Linked DNA regions of Drosophila melanogaster: region 1 is linked to region 2. A link is a contact called in public HiChIP or PLAC-seq data. All regions are on one chromosome and are shown on one strand. The core of a region is the stretch at or near the end of the contact, and the rest is flanking DNA. Distances in the headings are between cores, read along the strand shown.

Evidence for each region. HiChIP or PLAC-seq counts read pairs in DNA pulled down with a chosen protein or histone mark.
Region 1: a POLR2A S2P HiChIP or PLAC-seq map of the Kc167 cell line shows a contact between it and region 2, with 4 times the contacts expected there. The contact joins the promoter of sisRNA:2 here to the promoter of eIF4H1 in region 2. A contact is called at or near these places in 7 of 107 Hi-C or Micro-C datasets (the Kc167 cell line, the Ras3 cell line, brain and 2 more) and 2 of 6 datasets of contacts at active chromatin or transcription factors (both in the Kc167 cell line).

What each region holds. Positions count from the first base shown.
Region 1 is chrX:16,611,366-16,614,384 of dm6, reverse strand. It overlaps sisRNA:2 (stable intronic sequence RNA 2), which reads right to left and starts at 1,608. Exons shown (of 1, transcript NR_163213.1): 1 at 1,111-1,608. It overlaps mbt (mushroom bodies tiny), which reads right to left. Exons shown (of 3, transcript NM_078651.4): 1 at 2,023-3,019; 2 at 1,680-1,951; 3 at 1-847. The coding sequence ends at 371.
Region 2 is chrX:16,447,026-16,449,981 of dm6, reverse strand. eIF4H1 (eukaryotic translation initiation factor 4H1) reads right to left here and starts at 1,317. Exons shown (of 5, transcript NM_167522.5): 1 at 1,253-1,317; 2 at 1-105. The coding sequence starts at 1,284. CG34015 reads left to right here and starts at 1,680. Exons shown (of 3, transcript NM_001038759.2): 1 at 1,680-1,951; 2 at 2,020-2,210; 3 at 2,284-2,414. The coding sequence starts at 1,762. The coding sequence ends at 2,322.

The DNA.
Region 1 (3,019 bases), core at 359-2,858, 160 kb before region 2:
GCTGAAATACTCATATATGTATATATATATATATATATAAAAATGTGGTTCTCGGGCAGATAAATGCTATATCGTTTCTCCATCCGTATCGGTTGCAGGATGCGATTTCAATTTCGATTTCGAGGCTTGTGAAAGGCACATTGCGTTCTCTTCTGGAACGTTAGTGGGCATGGATATGGATATGGATGTGCGGAGCTTAAATGACTTTACAACGTTTCGAGGATTCTCCGGGGATTTAAGTACAGCTGCCAAACTGAATGTTAATACTAGAATTTAATAGATGGATGCCCACGGGCCGGGATCCGTTGTCTGTGGGAATGATTGCTTTCATCGAGCAGCCGGATCGTCTGGGTTGTCCAGTGGCATCCAACTACGGATGGTGTCGCGCATTGCGCATCAGCGGAACCAGCAGCGACGGCGGTCCTGCCTGGCGCAGGAAGGGATGGGCCAGCAGCTCGGCGGCGGTGGCACGCTGCGCCGGATCCCGCACCAGCATCCGGTCGAGGAAGGACTGCAGGCGCGGCGAGACCTTGTGCGCGTTCTTCAGGTTCGGCGGCTGCATGTCACGGATGCGACGCATCGCCTGCAGCGGCGGTTCGTTGAAGAACGGCGGCTCGCCGTCCACCATCTCGATGACCATGATGCCCAGCGACCAGATATCCACTTCCGGGCCGTACGGCAGGCGCGATATGACCTCCGGCGACATCCAATACGGCGTGCCAACCAGACTCTTGCGCTTCGGCAGCTCCTGTGACACCTGGGCGCAGAATCCAAAGTCCGATAGCTTCACGCGACCATCGGCGGCCAGCAGAATCGAGTCCGACTTGATGTCGCGATGAATGACGCCCTGTTTATGGTTTATCGCCATCGGCAGCACCGTCGAAAGAGACAGAGAGAGAAGGGAAATTGGTTAAAAGCGTTCACAGTTTGCGGTTTTCCCCCAACCAACGCCCTTTCTCCCGCAGACAGACACTTATCGCATTACACGAGCCAACGTGGGACAGAAATGCACAAAAGAAACCAGATCGACCCTGCAACGCCCAAAAAGAATTTCCTGCTCTTGGGAACACGCTGGTTTCCCTAACGTGGAAGATAGCATAAACAGGTTGGGTTCTAGTTCTAATTTCATTTAAATAGACTACATCTAAAACATTAGGAATGCTTAGTATTGTGAAATGTTGGGGCTTAAACAAGTTCCAATTGACTGACTGACTTAATATTATTATTATATGCTATTCTAATATTGATAGTTTTAATATCTCAAGTTGTATCTCAGGCAAAATCATAGCAAATTGGCTTATCTATCAATGAGTAATGAACTATAACTTTAAACTTCCTTCATCATAAGATGCAATTAACTATCCATTCGAAAATCGCTCTATGCACACTTTTCGCTTTGAGGTAGGGCATGCACGTGCGATTTCACCTGGCACTTTGGGCGTGCTACGCCACTCGATGGCCCACTGTGCGGCCGACGACTTTTGTTGGTGACAACATTTAGAAATTGAAACCAAAGCCACGCGAAAGCGGAGGGCGAAGAAAGCGCCGCAAATGGCAAGGTACAAAGGCACAAAGAATCGCATGATGGCGAGTACTCCGTTCTCTGCTGCCCAGTTTGGCCAAGGGAATGGTAATGGGAACGGGGACAGGAAAGGGGCAGTGTCATGCTGGTCACGCACCTGTGAGTGCAAATAGGCCAAAGCCTTCAAGCATTGCTTGCAGACGGTGGCTATCTGCTCCTCGTCCATGCGCGAATGGGTGACAATATCGGTGAGGGCGCCGCCCTCGAGGTACTCCATCACCACCCAAAGCTCATCGTTGACCAGAAAGCTGGAGTATGTCTCCACGATATTGGGATGATGGTAGTCCCGCATGATGACGACCTCGTTGAATAGCAGCTCCCGTCGCTGCTGTTTGCGCAGATCCATCTTCTTCACGGCCACCTGGCGACCTGTACGTAATGAGAAAACCAAATGCCATTAATTCAATGGTTTTGACAATAGTTAAAGCGGATGTTCTTGCCTGTGGATTTGTCCGTGGCAATGCATACGGTGCCCGTGGAGCCCTCGCCTATTTTGTTAAAGTGGTCGAGGTTCTCGCGTGGATCACCGGCGGAGACCACCATCTGAAGGGCGGCACGGAACTGTTCGTGGGTGAGTCGTTGGTCCTGCTTTGGCTGACCCGCCGCTCCTCCACTGGCGCCGCTCGCCTGCTGGGCAGCACTGCTCGCTCCCCCGCTGGAACTGGATGCCCTGGACGCCGACTTGGCCAAATGTTGGTGATGGTGCGGATGCGGATGAGCATGCGGATGCAGAGGATTTTGGTTCTGATCGCCACCCTGTTTGGCCTGCTGTTGCTGCTGCTGCTGCTGCTGATGGCTTGTGGGATACATGGGAGGATAGCTGCCGCCGCTGTTGCCATTGTTCGTGTGCGAGTGATTGGATCGCGTGCCACTGGCCACCGAACCCACGGGCGAAGTCTGCTGTTGCTGGGGCATGGAGCCGCCGGATGGCGGGGCCAGATTGCTGCGATACTGCTGCAGGTTGGTTTGATCCGTGCGCACGGCCAGTGGTCCTGTTGCTCCATTCGCGTGCGCATGCTGACTGTTATAGAGCAGGGAGGGATGGGCACCGGGTGGCTTAAAGCCACCGCTACTAGCTCCACCTACTCCCGGTGTTCCAGCTGCCGGTGGTCCCTCCTCCTCCGGCACCGATGGCGGCACATTGGCTACCCGTCGCACTCGCGGCGGACTGGAACTCCGCAGCGAATTGGATCTGGCCACGTGAGAGGTCTTCGGCAGGACTATGCCGCCCGTCTCGGGTGGCATCATCATTCCGGGGCCATGGCTCATCATTGGGTGTGCGCCAGGTGCCATGGGATTCATCGGCGCCATTGAGCCCATCATCATTGTGCTGCTGCTGTTGAGCGAGGTGGTGTCCGCCTTGTTGTTGTTGTGATGCGGACGCACAATAGTCTTCAGATCGAGAATCTCGGTGGGCGTAATCTCCGAGGGATCGAC
Region 2 (2,956 bases), core at 68-2,567:
TTGATCACATCGCCCTGCACAAGGCCTTGCGGCAAATTGCCGACAAATGCGATGAACGGCGGTTCCGTGGGCAACTGCTTGGATGCCCGATCCCCACCGAATCCGCTTCTGAAAAATATCGAGAAATAAAAATGAATGGTTAGTAGAGTAAGTACACTAATAAATTTAAAGGCAATGAATCTTGGAAATGGGATGCACCCATGAAAAACCTATTCTGCATGTAGTATGTTAGCTTCTAAAGTTGGATTACAGATCCCCCTCTATAGATTTGCGCAACCAAAGCAACTGCATGGTGTGCTCGATTCTGGCTCCTGGTATTTGCTGTGCCCCTTTGTGTGGAGGATTACTCCGTGGCCTGGGAACCTTGACATCGAATCCAATTAATGGGGGTGTGTCTGTCTCTTCTTCTTCTTCCCTTTTGAGGGACTGTGGTGTGAGGGGGGGGGTGGTGGTGGTTTGTGGCGCCACCCCTTGGGGCAAAACGCACATGGTCGGCATTTATCTATGTGGCCGGCTAACGCTGGCTCGGATTCCCGGCAAACAGTCAACAGAGATGCAGGCACAAATAAAAAAAAAACCGAAGAACAACAAATGCAGTGGGACAGGTGTCAAATGGTGAGGGGGGTGGGGGTTAAATCGCGCGCGCTTTTTGGCGAAAATTGCATTATGCATGGAATTTGCAACTATTTTTGGGTTCATATTTTCTTCTTCTTTTTTCTTTTTTTGATGAGGGGTGGGGGGATTTTAATGTGAAATCTGCCGGTGTGCTGTCAGCGGCGTAGTCGACGTTGGCGCCGACGACAGCTGCAGCAGAGTTTTCCAAGAAAAACAACGCAAGCGATGAAAAGAATCGACAAAATAAAAACCGAAAAAGAATGTTAAGAAAAAAAAACGCACACTGCCCCTCACACACACCACACACACACACACACCACACACATACGCACACGCACGCACGTACAAAGGCGGCGGCGGCGGCGGTGTCGGCGACCAACGACCGACACGTACAATACACATGCACATTACTGTATGGGTGTGCGAGCGGCGAGGCGAGAGCGTGCGCGTGTGTTGGTGGGCTGGTGTTGCCTTTTTTTTTGCCCAAACCCCAAAAAACCGCGTGCATTATTACACATTTTGCCCAGATTGTCGGCACTCGCGCAATTCGATCGCATCGCGTCCACTTTCACAAGCACCGGCGGTTCGCGGCCAACGCGGAGCGTACGCTATTGCAAAAATAATTAATAATATTTACCTAGCGTGTTCATAACCACCTCTTCCAGCCATGTTTTATTTTTTTCAAATGAGCGAATTCGCTGCAAACCGCAGTGTGAACACACGGGCGAAAAATACTATCGCGGCGAATTTGGTCGGGCAGTGTCACCACACCAATTAGCTGATAGCCGCCTTTCTTAGTATTTTGGTCGTTAGCAGGGACGCATGCCCAATTGCGTCCAATTTTCAGATATCGATTAATATTTATAGTTGTTTAGCATTCTACAATTGTTCCTTTTCTAATGAAACATTCAAAAATGACATTGAATACATAGAGAGGAATACATATGTTTGTATAAATTTTTTTGTTGAAAAAAATAATACTAAAAGTAACTGGACACAAATGGTTTTTTTTAATACTGAAAATCTATTTAGCGGTATTTTTTTTTGGAGCACCAGGATAGTTCTTATCGTTATCGACAGTACAACTAATCAGCTGTGAAAGTACAAACTGCTATATTTTATATAGACTGAACTTAAAATTAAGTCATGGCGGACGACAACTGCATTTTCTGCCTAATTTCCGATGGGCGGATCCCCTCCACTGTTTTGGAAGTCGAAAACGATGACTTTGTCATCTTCCAGGACATTAAACCCGCTTCCCAGCACCATTACTTAGCAGTGACAAAAAAGCACTACGCTAGCCTCAAGGATCTTAACAAATCGCACGATTCTTTGGGTAAGATTGGAATTGGCGTGACCTCGGGCCATGCCCTAATAATTCTGATATCCTTGGATTCCTTACAGTGCAGCTCATGGAGAACGCCCTGAAGGATCTTCTGGTGTCCAAGGGAGTTTCTGTCGATGATGCCCTCTTCGGATTCCATCTGCCGCCGTTTATCACGGTGAAGCATCTTCACATGCATGCCATTAGCCCACGCACCCAAATGACCTTCCTATCTAAGATGATCTTTAGACCCTCCGTTTGGTTCAAAACCGTAAGTATTTGGCTATTCTGATTTTGACCACTTAGAGGCCCGCTTTAATTTAATCTTATCTATTTAATTATAGGTCGACGAGGCGCGTATTTACCTTTCCCAAAAAGAATAGATCGGGACCATCATAGATAACTGTTAGATAAATATATATTGTACTCGCGCGCTGTCATAATTAACTAATAAACGGAGCCAACCTATACAAATATTCTAATGTTCTTTAAATTAAAAGTGTAGCTTCTAAAAAAACCGATTCAAGCTACATGTCATTACATATTTAATGGCCTTTTTGTATGCGATAATATGCAACCTTTTAAAATGTTCTGCAAATTTAAACAGATAAATATGAAAAATGAAAATTTGACATATGGGAATTATCATCATAACATGGATAAAAAGTGACATATAGATAAAAGAACAACTGCTTTTTATTCCTATTTATCAGTATTAGCAATCTATATAACTTTTTGAGAATTTAACTTTTGGGTCAATTTTCGCAATTTTTGTAATATTGCAATAAATTTAACAAAAATTAACATTTCCAATTTGAAATTGATTGGTATTTAAATAACAAGCTCGCCAAGGGATGGCATTCCACATTTGGACTATTATTTCGAATGTTCTGATCAAAATTAAAACCAAAACAGTAAAATTTGAAATTGACCGGCAATCCATGTGACAAACAATCGATAGACCGCTGCTGCCCCACCTTTCCAGTGTGACCAGAAGCAATCCAATTGGCAACGTTT